Regions from separate parts of the Sus scrofa genome. Here all the other regions are linked to region 3. A link is a contact called in public Hi-C, HiChIP or PLAC-seq and promoter capture Hi-C data. All regions are on one chromosome and are shown on one strand. Each heading gives the region's core, a stretch centred on a gene start, on an enhancer-like site or on the middle of the called end of the contact. The rest is flanking DNA. Distances are from core to core; before and after follow the strand shown. Region 1 overlaps FAM219A (protein FAM219A). Region 2 holds the start of NUDT2 (nudix hydrolase 2). Region 3 holds the start of CNTFR (ciliary neurotrophic factor receptor subunit alpha). Region 4 holds the start of KIAA1161.

Region 1 (3,330 bases), core at 609-3,108, 160 kb after region 3:
TGCACCTGCAGCCTGTGAAAGTTCCCATGCTAAGGGTCAAATCAGAGCTGTAGCTGCCAGCCACAGCAGCCGCAACTAAACCACATCTGCAACCTACACCACAGCTCATGGCAACACCGGCTCTTTAACCCACTGAGAGAGGCCAGAGATCAAACCCGCATCTTCATGGATGCTGGTTGGATTCGTTACCACTGAGCCACGGCAGGAACTCCTCCACTGGCTTTTGAGGCATCTATGCTAGGCTTCTGCCCTTCCTGCCAGCCATACTTTCTACCATCCATAACAACTTTCTTCCCAGTTGGTCCAGCCAGGCCCTTCACGTCCTCTCGTCTATTGGCATCTTGAGGCCTCCTCTCCTCTTAAGTATTCTCTCCCCTCTCCTTCTCTGCCTATTGCACTCCTACCTTTCTTCAGAGGCCCATAGAAACCCCCTCCTCCAGGAAGCCTTCCCTGACTATCCTAGTGAGTTTTCAACCAATGCCCAAAGCCTCTATGACCTCTAGCATGTAACTTGACACATATGATGTGCTGATTTGGAGTGTCCACTTTGATGCATTGTGTTGTGAATTCTATCATCCCAACTCCCCTTTTAACTCCTTGGCTCCCCAGAGCTCCCAGTCTGGCCGAGAAGAAACCTGCTCGCATGAAGCAGAACTATAGAAAACTACAGCTCCTTCCTTTAAACACGAGTAAGAGTAGGGAGGAGTTGGGAGGTGATTCTAGGGAGCAGAGCAGGAGAGACCCAGAGGGAGACAACTGGGTGGGAGTTATCAGAGTAGGAGGTACTTGTGGGGAATTGTGGGAGATGCAGGGGATAGTTAGATTGGAGCACTCATTTATTATTCAAAAAATATCTTTTGAGGAGTTCCCATCGTGGCACAGTGGTTAACAAATCTGACTAGGAACCATGAGGTTGCGGGTTCAATCCCTGGCCTCGCTCAGTGGGTTAAGGATCTGGCGTTGCCATGAGTTGTGGTGTAGATCGCAGATGCAGCTTGGATCCCGTGTTGCTGAACCTCCATATGCCGAGGGAGCGGCCCTAGAAAAGGCAAAAAAACAAATATATATATATATATATATATATCTTTTGCGCATCTGCTACTTGCAAGACACTGTACCAGTCACAAGGGATAATAGGACAAATAAAGGCAAACATGGTCCCTGCCTTTATGAACTGGCAATCTAGTGGGAGAGACAGATACTCAACAAATAAAATGCACACATAAAATTACAGTGACAAACTACGACAGGTGCTGGAAAAGACAAGAACAAGGTGGCATGAGAGAATACTAAAGCCTTCCATATTAGACTGAGGATGTCAGGCAAAGCTCCTATGAGAGTAACATTTGAGGGATTCCCATTGTGGCTTAGCAGGTTAAGAACCCCACTAGTATCTGTGAGGATGCGGGTTCAATCCCTGACCTCGCTCAGTGGGTTAAGGACCTGGTATCGCCATGAGCTGTGGTGTAGGTCACAGATGAGGCTCGGATCCAGCGTTGCTGTGGCTGTGGTGCAGGTTAGTGGCTGCAGCTCCAGTTGGACCCCTAGCCTGGGAGCTTCCATATGCCACACTTGCAGCCCTAAAAAGCAAAAAAATAAAGAAAGAAAGAAAGAAAAAGAAAGTGACATTTGAGCCCTGATACAAGATGAGAAGGAGCTTGAATCTCTGACAAGGAGTGACTTGCTTCATGCTCCCCAGTGGGTGGGGACTCCCAGCTGCGTGGGCAGTCTGAATCCCGAATCCCTGCAAACCAGCCTTTCTCCATCCTCTCCCTTTGCAGCATGAGGTCCATTTTCAGGAGTGGAAGCCATGGGAGAACACAGGAGAGCCAACCCAGCCGCCCTCCCATTGGTAGCAAAGCAGAGGATTTGGCAGCCCACTTTGTTGTGAGGCTGGAAAAGCTATGAATAGCTCTGTGATGTGTAATACTTAGTGAGCCAAAAACTTAGCTCTGCTGATGATGAACTCCTACCTGAACCTTCCACCATTGGATGACTTGCACACATCCTCCTGGAGATGAAAACAAGTATCTGGGGCTCCTGGAGGGAGGGGAAAGTGCCAGCCTGGATGTCCTGTTCTCTGTGTGTCAGGCATGGGGTTCACATTCTTTTTACCACAGAAACCAAATGCTACAAGCTGCTCTGTTCAGGGGCAGGACTGCCTCTGGTGGGAAAGCCAGCAGTCTATTGGCCTATAAATCACAGCAGCTGGTGAGAGGGGCCTCCACTGGGGCCTCCTACAAATCCCTAAGGGGTTCCATGAGGATTTCAGCTTCCAGAAAGTCCTCTCTGCTCTCAGTGGGCCGCTGCTTCCAGCCCTGGCCCAGAGGAGGTCATAAGATTAGGGAAAGGCCGAGTGGGGATATTGATGTGGGGAAGTGGTGGTGGCTAGTAAGTAGTTTGGAGAAGAGGAGGGAAAATCACATGCAGTCGGGGAGGGAGACCAAGTTGGGGGATGATATTCAAGGTTGAAAACAATGACACTGGAGTTCCATTATGGCTCAGTGAAAACGAATCTGACTAGCATCCATTAGGACGCAGGTTCGATCCCTGGCCTCACTCCTTGGGTTAAGGATCCGGCATTGCCATGAGCTGTGGTGTAGGTTTCAGACATGGCTCCGCTCTGACATTCCTGTGGCTGCGGCTGGCAGCTACAGCTCCAATTCGACCCCTAGCCTGGGAACTTCCATATGCCGCAGGTGTGGCCCCAAAAGGACAGACAACAAAAAAGGAAAACAGGAGTTCCTGTCGTGGCGCAGTGGTTAACAAATCCAACTAGGAACCATGAGGTTGCGGGTTCGATCCCTGCCCTTGCTCAGTGGGTTAACGATCCGGTGTTGCCATGAGCTGTGGTGCAGGTTGCAGACCCAGCTCGGATCCTGCGTTGCTGTGGCTCTGGCGTAGGCCGGTGGCTACAGCTCTGATTAGACCCCTAGCCTGGGAACCTCCATATGCTGCAGGAGTGGCCCTAGAAAAGGCAAAAAGACAAAAAAAAAAAAAAAAAAAAAGGAAAACATTGGCACCAAGGGAACCAGTCAGCAAAATATGTTCTATCATCCATCGGCCTCCCTGTTCCTGATGGAACCTGTTTCACATCCTTCATTTGCCAGGGCTGAGCTACAGCAGACAGGTTGTCTAAGGAAGCCCCCATGAGAGGAGTTGGTCTGAGTGTCCTTGGGAGGTAGAGATCAGGGAGAGCTGGTGAGGGCCTTAGAGGAGGAGCTGTTCACGGCCCTGGTAGGAAGTCAGCTAGGCACACTCTAGCTCTAGCACTTCTGCTATGACCTTCGACCAGGCTCCTAATCTTTCAGGCTATTTATAAAATAAATA
Region 2 (3,405 bases), core at 626-3,125, 260 kb after region 3:
AAGTGCCAGTGCTTATAGTTCCCTTTGTGGCTCAGCAGGTTACAAACCCGACTGGTATCCATAAGGATGTGGGTTTGATCCCTGGCCTCCATCAGTGGGTTAAGGATATGGCATTGCTGCAAACTGCGACATAGGTCGAAGATGTAGCTTGGATCTTGTGTTGCCATGGCTGTGGCGTGGGCCCCAGCTGAGGCTCCAATTCAACCCCTGGCAGGGGAAATTCTTTCTATATGCTGCAGGTGCGGCCAAAAAAAAAAAAAAAAAGTGCAGGTGAACACACTCTTCATCACACCATGTATATCCCTTATGTATAAGGTCCCATAAGATAAATTCCTTTTAATATAAGTACCAAGAAGAAATTTCACTCTTTTGAAGAATGGGTTGTTTCCTTAATTATTAGGTATTTAACTGCCGAGTTTTGAACTAAATTGGGTACTCATTTACAATAAATCTAATGGCCCCATCAGCTAGTATATTTTCTTGTTTCTCTTATGAAGATAATAGCTACCACTTTTTGAAGAATTAGTACTTGTCAGGCACTGTGCCAAGTGCTTTGCCTTCATTATTTCACTTAGTCTTCACCACAACCCTACATGGAGCTACTGTCAGTTTTCCGGAGAGCTAAAAGGAAACTATAGCCCAGAGGTACGTCTGGATAGTGACTTAAAAGTTGATCTGCGGAGTTCCCGTCGTGGCTCAGCGGTTAACGAGTTTGACTAGCATCCATGAGGATTCAGGTTTGATCCCTGGCCTTGCTCAGCGGGTTAAGAATCCCGCGTTGCCGTAAGCTGTGGTTTAAGTGGCAGATGCGGCTCAGATCTGGCATTGCAGTGCTTGTGGTGTAGGCCTGGCAGCTACAGCTCCGATTGGGCCCCTAGCCTGGGAATCTCTATATGCCGAAGCTGCGGCCCTAAAAAGCAAAAAAAAAAAAAAAAAAAAAAAAAAGGTAGATCTGCCTATCTCCCAACATCGTTCCCAACCTTGCTCTATACTAGCTGCATTTGGCTATTCCATTGCATTGAGTTTTAATTTTAATTTACCATTTTATTTTAATCTGCCATTTATATGTGTATACGTAGGTATTCGAACATATATATTTTTTTTCCTTAGGAAATATAACAAATACACAGAGTACGAAACAGGCCACAAGGGAAAAAGGAAGTTTTCTGTTCTATTTTGTTTTGGCTGTGCCCTTTGGCATATGAAAATTCCGGGCTGGAGATGAAACCCGCGCCACAGCAGTGACCCAAGCCTCTGCAGTAACAAAGCGGATCCTTAACCCGCTGAGCCACAAAAAAACTCCAGTAAGTTATGTTTTAGGTAGTGGGACTCTCGGGTGACTTTACTTCTGCTATAATTACAATATTATCGATTCAATAAATGAAGTAATTAGAAAATATAAAACCTCTTTTGGAAAGTAGGCAGGGTTTAAAGGGTAACAACAAAGTTAAAACTGAGGTCCAGGGAGGAGAAGGTATGGCGCTCGGATCGCTGGGCCCTAAACACAGAACTCCGGGATTCTGAAGACCCACTCGATCACCATTTACATGAGGCTAAGCAAGGCTCGCGGGGCCATTGATCTCTCCCTTCTCCCTGCGCATATAAGAAAACTGAGATCCTGCGAACTGCGGGGGCCTGGCCTGCACACGCCACACTGTCAGCTTGGAGGAGAGCACGTCCATCTTTGACCGTGCAGCCACAGGAAGTTATTCAGCTGCAGGTTCTCATTGCCCTGAGCCTCAGTTTCTCCGCGGAGAACTAAAGCCAAGGATCCCTCTCTAAGGCTACTCACCCGAAGCAGAAAAAGGCAGAAGGCGGGCCCTGGACAGAGACTGGGGTGCACCCACCAATCCGGAGAGCTCGGCTGCGCTCTGGGCAACCAACAGCTCTGGGGCAAAAAGATGGGAACCCGCCTCAAAGGCTCCAGTTTTCTCTTTCAGAACATCGCGAGATTTTCACTTACGCGGAACCATTGGTTGAAAAGCGGAAATTGAGGGATACGCCCACTGCTTCATCGGGTCCTGATTGGTCTTCTAGAGGAGAGGGCGGCTCACGTTCCCGAGTACCCTGGATGCCCATTGGTGGAATGTGCGGGACTGCCGGCGCGCGGGCGTCGGCGCGGGCGTTCGAACCAGCGCTTGGCGGCGTTGCCATAGGGATGCGGCCTGGCCGCAGTCTCTAGCTCCGGAGCTGACAGTGCGCGTCGGTCGCCCGCCTAGGGGCTCTCACCTTTCGGTGTTGTCTTCTCTTGTCCTCAGACAGGGTTGACCGAGGAGGAATTTGGAAGCCTCCGAGGTGAGAAATGGCGAGGGAACACCGGGGCGGGGTGGCCTGGTCGGGAGCCTTGGTGCCTGCCCCGCGGGAGAAGGTCCGCAGGGCGCCCGCCGAGCGCGTGAGGAGGCGGGTGGTTGCAAGGGAACCGGGGATTGGCTTCTCTCGGGTGTCCGAACGTCCAGCGAACTCGCCTTTTTCCTGGCTTCTCCTGTGAAGCCTTTTCTGAGTCTCTTGCTTTGAACCCTTAACCCTAACTGGAACCTCTCTTAGAGCATTTTTGTTCCGCCTTAGGTTATTTGTGTACTTCCGCGAACCCCCGTTTCCTCTCTTGTCCCATCTAATTCAGAGGTCTTTGAGGCAAGGCAAGCAACTTTACATATGTAGATTTTTCAAGAAATATTTGTTGAGTTAAATTTAATTCACCTCAGATAGGTTGAATTCCTCTCTATTCCCTGCCGCATTTTTCCTTCCATACAGAGATTATTTTTTATTTTTATGGGTATGGGGGAGGACATCGTAATCTCATATTCAGCAGAACCTGAAAGTTCACGGTTGGCCTTTCCACTCTTTGTGAAAGGGAAAACTTTTGGATTACTTGCTACAATTCTTCCTTTCCGTCTTGTGGTTTTTAGTCTTGGTCTCCCAGTGTATTTTATCAGACTTTCTATTAGCCTTTATTAAAAAAAACAAAAAACAAAAAACAAAAAAACAAAAAAAACCCCCACCATTCTGGAGTTCCCGTCGTGGCTCAGTGGTTAACGAATCAGACTAGGAACCATAAGGTTGCATGTTCGATCCCTGGCCTTGCTCAGTGGGTTAAGGATCTGGCATTGTCGTGAGCTATGGTGTAGGTTGCAGACGAGGCTCGGATCCCGCGTGGCTGTGGCTGTGGCCGGCGGCTACAGCTCCGATTAGACCCCTAGCCTGGGAACCTCCATATGCCATGGGAGCAGCCCTAGAAAAGGCAAAAAGACAAAAAAACCCCAAAAAACCAAAACAAAACCATTCTGTTGTTGCTGTGATGCCAAGAGAGTTGATCTCAGTTTCTTAATGACCCACAGCTCTTGTGATATTTTAAATGTGTTTAGGAAAATGTTGTTGTTTTGTCTTTTTGCCATTTCTTTCTTTTTT
Region 3 (3,624 bases), core at 413-2,912:
CGGCCGGGGTACTTGGAGGCTCCGAGCCCAAGAGGCTGGATAAAGAAATCTGTGGATGGGGGTGAGCTGGATCTCAGCTGGGCGTCCACTACTTCTCTATGTGTTCTTAAGCCCCAGCTGGCCTTCTCTGAGCCCCAGCCCCGGCTGACCCCCGCCGGGTGCACTGAGAGGGATTCTGCAGCCACGGAAGTGAAAGTGAAAAGCCTGGGCAGCGGCGGGAAGAAGGTTTTTCCTCTGCATTGGGAGTCCCTGAGGCATTTGTTGGGAAAGGGCCCGGGCGCTCTGGGCAGCTTACTGGGGAAGGGTGTGAGGAAGCAGCGAGATATTTCCTTCCCACCCCCTCCCCTCCCCCAGCCCTTGCGCAGCTCCCGGGAGGGGCCAGGCGCAGGGATTATGGGTCAAAGGTCAGGTGAAAAATCCGTGGGGTGGGGATAGGGGTGGGCCACTGGTTCTCCGCCTCTGGCATTCACCCTTTCAATATTGCGCTCTCCCTTGGCCTCAGAAGAAGTCGGGTTGTCTAACCTTAATCCCCCATGTTGTCGCCAGACCGGAGGCCTGGGGGCGAGTGAAGCGAGCACACCCGCCCCTCAGAGGCCCAGGCTGCAAAAAGGAAAGCTCTAGGGGCGAACCTCCAGCGCCAAACTCTGGCCCTCGCGCTCTGGCACTGCCCGTCTAGGCATAGAGGGCGCACCCTCCCTACGCCCCGCAATCCCGGTGGAGGTCTCTCCCGAGGCCGTGGGTCCGGGGCGGAGGGAGGAGGTGAAGAAGGACAGGGTAGCAGTGGTGTGTCACTGGAGACTTGGTGGGAGGTGAGGGTCTTGGTTCCCAGTCTGGTCCATCCAGGGTCTCAGGGGCAAATAGCCCCCTTCCCTCCGCTCAAGGGGTGTGAATGTCTGTGACTGGGAGGAGGGGTCACTGCTGGGGGCGGTAGGACCACGGGAGGGACGGAGACGGCTGGCCGTCCCTGCCCAAAGTGGGGCCTGGGGGCTCGGGCTCTCCTTCTTCTCACAGAGATGCCAGCGGGAGGACCCCGAGAGTTGGCCCTGGGTATGCCAGGGAGTCGGTGCGAGGCAGCCTGGGCCTGAACGTGTGGGAGTGTGCACAGCGGAGACCTGGCCGAGGCTGAGTGAGAGAGTGAGTGTGAATGAGCGACCCCGGGGAGGTTGAGTGCGCGCCCAGCGGCCCTGGGGGATCCCGCGGAGTGGGTGTGGGTGTGGGTGCGCGCGCGTTTTTGAGACCCGCGGTCAGGGCTGCGCGTGAAGCGCGGGGACCACGGCCGTCTGGAGGGCGTTCCCGAGGAAGGGCGATTGCGAGCGGGCCACGCGTGCCAGTGCGGGCGAGTGTGCCCGCGGGGGGAGGGTGCGTGCCAGCGCGAGGCCAGTGGGAGTGGGGGCTCACAGGCCTGCGCAGGGTGAGTGTGCCCGCGCGAGTGGGGCCGCGCGTGCCGGGCGCGGGAGCGTGCCACAGCGGAGGCGCGCGGGGGCCGTGGCCGGGAGGGGGTCGTGGCGCGCGGCCGCGGAGGCGGGGGAGACAAGGCGGGAGGGGGAAGGGAGCGAGGGCGCGCGCGGCCGAGCGGGCGCCCGCGGTCACATGGGCGAGGGAAGGAGGGAGGGAGCGCGCGAGGGAGGGAGGAGGATGGGGGGGTTAAAGCCTCCGAGCGCCGAGGAGCCGGTGCAGAGCGGGCGGCGGCGGCGGCAGCGGAGGCGGCGGCTCCAGCCGGCGCGGCGCGGGGCTCGGGGCTCGGCGGCGGGATCCGGCAGCAGTGGTAGCTTCGCGCTCCCTGCCGGGGCGGTCGAAGGGCGACGTGTGGAGCCCCGGCGGTCCGAGGGCGCGGTGAGTACCCTGCACGGACCGCGCGCGGCCGGACCTTCAAACCCTCGGGCTGACCGACAGACCCGCGGCCCTCGTGCGCGCGGGAAGAGGGAGGGGACATGAGTGGGCCCGAGACCGGGGTGGAGGGGGACAGGAAAGTTCACGGGAAACTTTACGCGTAAGCTCGGGGGCGGGGGCGCTGGAGAAGCGGCCCCCCATGTCCGGGCGCGCCGCGGGTTGGGCGTGGTGGTGGTGGTGGTGGTGGGGGCGGACAGTCGGCCGGCGGGAGGTGGCAGGGGCCGATTGCCCTCTCCTCCCAGTTCTCCCTCACCCCTCGGCAGCGCGCGCAGGGTCTGGGAAAATTCCGGAGCTGGGGGGTCGCAGTGACCCCCGCGCGCCCAGAGGCGGCTTCCTTCTCCAGCAGGAATCTGGACTTCAGATCGCCCAGGGGTGTGAACGGACGGTTGCGCGTCTGCCAGTGTCTGTGTGTCCGTGTGAATCCGCGCGTGTGTGTGTGTGCGCGCGCGTGTGTGCCGGCGTGAGGCTGTCTGTGGTTCCCTCGTGAGTCCGCCTGGATGTGTGTCCATTTAGTGGGTTTCCGCCGGTATCTCTTTGTAAGCCCTCCTGTGTTGTGTGTCCATGTGAGTCCGCTTGTGGTCTCTCCCCGTCTCTTTGTGAGTCTGCCGTTGTGTGTCTCCTCTAGTGCGGCTCGCCAAGAGCCGGCCTGGGTGTCCCTGTGTTGCTCAGAGTAGTGTATCTCCCTGTGCGTGGGGGCTGGGCCGCAGGGAGGTCACCAGACGGACAGCTCTCCTCCCCGGCTCCTCGCCTCTCCTCCCGCGTCTAGCTCTCGCTCTCGCCCGTTCCCTCGGCCCCCTCCCCCCTTCAGTAGCTTCAGGCGGGCAGGACTATTTCACGCCTTGTTGAAAATTCAGGATTTTCTTTCTCTTTCCGTCTAGTCTTTCTCTCTGAGAAGCGTCTGTGTGTGTCTGTGGCTGGCAGCTTGTCTGCAGCATTGGGTGTGTGTTTGCGTGCCGCTGTAGGAGTGCGTGTCTGCAACACTAGTTGTTCTGCTTGTAATACTTGGTATATTTGTGTGTCACTGAGGATGTGCGTGTGGCGGTAATCACTGAGGTGGTGGGAGTATGAAGTGCCGGCTGTGTTTGTGCATCTATAATTGCAGTTTGTCCAGGGGGTCTTGACTCTGGATGTGATGGTGTACCAGTGCCTATGTGGGGATGATGGGGCTTGAACAATTGAATAGTCCTGTGGCTGTAGGCTAACCAGGGCTTGGTGGGTGCAGGGGGCTGTGTCTCAATGAACTATGCATCCCTGCTCCACGGCCATAACCCACACAAATCCTGTGGACTGGTTCTTAGGGTTCCTGGTCAGGATTGGTGACATGGAGCTAAGGTTCACACTCCAGCTGGGACCCTGAGCCTTATATGAAGAGTGGGAGTTTAAAGTTCACATTCAAGACTTCTATGGGCTCTGGAATTCATACTCAGCTTCACACTGGGACGCTTACACTCATATGGGCTTACACTCAGAATTACACCAGGACAACGGACTTGCACTCAGATTCACACTTATGTTCTGGCTCAAACCTAGGTCCACATTTCTGTCCTGAGGCTCATAGACAAACATTGTGACCTAGAGCCCATTCTCAGAACTCACTGGGGTCCTAGGACTCACACTAAGAACTTGGAGCTTTCTCAGATCACACTCAGACTCTGGAGCTCACACTTAGAGTCACATTAAGATTAAGGGCTCAGACTCACATGGGGAGCCTGGGGCTCACATTTGGACTCAAGG
Region 4 (3,247 bases), core at 120-2,619, 220 kb after region 3:
AGGAGCCAGTCACTCAGGCCTCTGCCAAGCCCCCTCAACTGCGATGCAGTTCTCAAAGTCGCCTTGTCCATTTCATCACCTCAATATTTCCCTTGGGTGGTCCGGAGTGCCCTCCTGACACATAATATTCCTATGAGGGGCATGTCCTCCTCCTTTCCACCTCAGAGCCCAAACTAGCCATGCGGGAGGGCCCATCTACCTCTCAACCCCAGGAGAGCCCTACAGCTGACATTTCCCCACTATCCCCCAAGCTTAGATGTCCCTTCACCTCCATGCCTCCATTCTGCAGTCAGAGCCATGTCCCTATTCCCAACGTTCTTGATCTCTGTTCCCAGAGCCTCCATCACAGCCTAAAAGTCTCTGTTCAGATACCCTTGCTGCCATGCCCACCCAAGTCCAAGGGGTCCAAACAATTTTGAAGGGTTTCATGACCAAGAAATTTCAAATTATAAAACAAAGCCCTGGGAGGAAGGGGTGGGGTGTTCCAAAATCTCTAGGATCTTCCGTATGTTTGCACCCAGTTCCCCCTGGAGGGAGAAGTATGGTGAGGCATGCCCACTTCCTTGTAGCATGGGTTTTCTTTCTTTCTTTCTTTTTTTTTTTTTTTTTGTCATTAGGGCCACAGGAAGTTCCCAGGCTAGGGGTCAAATCAGAGCTGCAGCTGCTGGCCACAACCACAGCCACAGCAAAGCCAGATCCTAGCTGCATCTGTGACCTAGAGCACAGCTCAGGGCAACTGCAGATCCTTTTACCTTTAACCCACTGAGGGAGACAAAGAATCAAACCCACATCCTCATGGATACTAGTCAGATTCTTAACCCACTGAGCCACAGTGGGAACTCCAGCATGGGTACTTCTAATGGCTTTCATCAAGGGGAGTGGGGGGCAGTGGATGGGGAAAGGCGTTGCAAAATACCGAGCAGAAGCTTGTCTTCTCAGTTCCTGATCTCAGATGCTGTGGTCTGGTCTAGTGGGAATGTACAGGTTGGGCCTCCAAGCTGGTGGAACTAAGCTCCCTCTGTGGGGTCCTTGATTGGATCTAACCTGCATTGAACCACTGAGATCCTCCCAGAATTTCGCTACCCTAACACCATGTGGTGAAATTTTTCCCCTATGGAGACCTAATAAGCGTTATACCCAGACGACCTCAAGCTGCTCACATCTGGAGAAAAATAAATCCCAAGGGTTCGGCTCCGCCCCTTTGCCCGGCAGCTCTCTCCTCCTCAGACGATTCCCAAATTTAGCCCAGAGGTTGGAGGACTCTATATAATAAAGTTCGACAGTTGCACCTTTCTCCAGAACTACATTTCCCAGCAGGCCTGGGGCAGAGAGCCGCCCTCTTGAGGGTAAGCAATGGCCGCGGGGGAGGGGGCGGGGTTCTGAAGGCTGAGGAGGCGGGCTTGGGAGGTTCCAGGCTGGCAGAGGGCCCAAGCTGCCCGGAGTTGGGCACAGAGCAGAGGAGGAGTGGCGCGGGGGTGTAGGGGGAGGCACGGAAGCTAAGGGGCGTGGCCTCAAGTCCTCGTGACACTGTGGGAGGATGGTCTTGCTCCACGGACTCAGGTGGACTCCACGACTCTAGGCGAGACCAAAAGACCGGGGCGTGGCCGAGCGGCCAGGGGGCGGGGCCCGAGGAGGGCCTCAGCTGTCTTCAGTGAGGCGGCGCCCCGCGCTGCGCTGTTGCCACTCAACTTCAGCTAGCGTGGAGGGGCTCGGCGGGAGCCTCCCCTTTACCTTCACTTCTGGAGTCGACTGCCTTGAATGAGCCTAGCGGGAAGTCCTTGGGAGGTTGCCGAGGGAGGACATTTCCTGAACTTTCGCTCCTACAAACGAGTAAGTAGGTGTGGCGAGCCTGGACACCTGGGCCCCTCCTCCGGCCGCGGTTCCCAGCGGGCACTGGTCCCTTGACCTCAGTCTGTCCCTTCGGACCTTGTAGCTGCAGCGCGGGAGGTGGGGGGTGGGGGATTCCAGGCTGTAGACTCGGTCACTCGATCCCCTGGATCCCGACGCTGGGCAGGACAGGGAGATGGGCCGGATCGAGTTGCCTTTGACATTTCCAATCCCACCCTACCCCCGGAATCTTGTGTTCGACAAACCGCTTGACATGGAATGGCCTCCCGTCAGTTGGGCTGGGCCCGCTGCCCCGCCCCCCCCCGCCGCCCCCGCCTTCAGACCCCGCTAGGGGCTGTCAGCCAAGACTGAGGTTGAGTGTCTAGTGGGCAGAGGCTTGGCTAGGGCAAACCCCACCTGCCAGTATTAGCGGGAGTTTGTCCAGATGGCGGAGGCTGCGGATTACAGGGGTCTCTAGCTCCACCGTTAACGCCGGAATCACAGTTCCTCCCCCACAGCCCCTGTACCAGATGCCACAAAAATTGCCACTTCCCACCACCAGAAACCTTCCTGAAGCAAGCAGCAGCACCAGCCCTTGGGAAGACAGGCCTCACCATGCCCACACCCACCTAATGGAAGCCTATCCCACCCTCTTGGCCACAGATCTCCTTTGCTGTGTTCAGATAGCCAGTCAGACCATTATCTTCCATTCCTAAAACTTAATACCATGGAGGGTTAAGCCTCCATTTTGTCTTTTTTTTTTTTTTTTCTTTTTCTTTTTCTTTTTAGGGTCGCATCCGTGGCATATGAAGTTTCCCAGGCTAGATATCGAATCAGAGCTGAAGCTGCTGGCCTACACCACAGCCACAGTAACTTGGGATCTCAGCTGCATCTGCGACCTACACCACAGCTCACGGCAACACTGGATCATTAACCCACTTAGCGAGGCCAGGGATACTAGTCCTCATGAATACTAGTCAGGTTCGTTAACCACGAGCCACAACGGGAACTCCAAGCCTGGATTTTGGATTCAGGCAGCCTTGCTACTTTGGTGACTTCAAACAAGTTCCTTTTTCTTGTTTGAAGTTTGGGCCACTGTTTACTCATCTATAAAGTGAGCACTGCAGCTTTGCCTCCTGTACAGCATTATTGTTAGGGTTGGACGCTGTGGTGGCAGTAGGGAGACCAGTAAAAGGTCTACGGGTTTCTGTCCTTCATCAAAGAATCTTAGAACCCTAGTGAATAAAGATTCTCAGAACCTAAGTGTTAGAAAAGGCTTTTGAGGTCACCTTAGTGGCCCCTCCATGCCTCCAGGAGTCATGAGATGGGCTGACCTAATATGAAAGTTTTGAGGACGACCAGTCTCTTTCCTATTCAGATATGGACCCTTTCCCCTTCTTTCCTTAGTACCCAGAATGGG

The links. Promoter capture Hi-C pulls out the DNA fragments that hold promoters and counts their contacts. Hi-C and Micro-C count contacts between places; a contact is called where the count stands out from the background. HiChIP or PLAC-seq counts read pairs in DNA pulled down with a chosen protein or histone mark.
Region 1: a contact with region 3 is called in a Hi-C map of skeletal muscle, with 4 times the contacts expected there. The contact joins the enhancer-like site here to the promoter of CNTFR in region 3. A contact is called at or near these places in 20 of 47 Hi-C or Micro-C datasets (adipose tissue, alveolar macrophages, embryonic fibroblasts and 11 more) and 1 of 2 datasets of contacts at active chromatin or transcription factors (skeletal muscle).
Region 2: a contact with region 3 is called in a promoter capture Hi-C map of fetal skeletal muscle, with 7 times the contacts expected there. The contact joins the promoter of NUDT2 here to the promoter of CNTFR in region 3. A contact is called at or near these places in 3 of 5 promoter capture datasets (fetal liver, fetal skeletal muscle and liver), 17 of 47 Hi-C or Micro-C datasets (adipose tissue, alveolar macrophages, brain and 11 more) and 1 of 2 datasets of contacts at active chromatin or transcription factors (skeletal muscle).
Region 4: an H3K27ac HiChIP or PLAC-seq map of alveolar macrophages shows a contact between it and region 3. The contact joins the promoter of KIAA1161 here to the promoter of CNTFR in region 3. A contact is called at or near these places in 1 of 47 Hi-C or Micro-C datasets (embryonic fibroblasts) and 2 of 2 datasets of contacts at active chromatin or transcription factors (alveolar macrophages and skeletal muscle).

The regions. Positions count from the first base shown.
Region 1 is chr10:32,368,528-32,371,857 of Sscrofa11.1, forward strand. All of the region lies in intron 1 of FAM219A (protein FAM219A), which reads left to right. Among named protein-coding and RNA genes, the nearest start is that of FAM219A, 15 kb to the left of the region's middle. Within about 2 kb of position 1,859, at least 3 of the 83 cell types and tissues checked have an H3K27ac peak or open chromatin away from gene starts, as enhancers often do. A contact at or near this core is called in skeletal muscle, where this site is marked.
Region 2 is chr10:32,464,960-32,468,364 of Sscrofa11.1, forward strand. It overlaps NUDT2 (nudix hydrolase 2), which reads right to left and starts at 1,876. Exons shown (of 4, transcript NM_214309.2): 1 at 1,793-1,876. The region is part of intron 2 of KIF24 (kinesin-like protein KIF24); the gene reads left to right.
Region 3 is chr10:32,210,147-32,213,770 of Sscrofa11.1, forward strand. It overlaps CNTFR (ciliary neurotrophic factor receptor subunit alpha), which reads left to right and starts at 1,663. Exons shown (of 11, transcript XM_021064676.1): 1 at 1,663-1,833.
Region 4 is chr10:32,434,980-32,438,226 of Sscrofa11.1, forward strand. It overlaps KIAA1161, which reads left to right and starts at 1,370. Exons shown (of 2, transcript XM_021064686.1): 1 at 1,370-1,830. It also overlaps a transcript of C10H9orf24 not described here.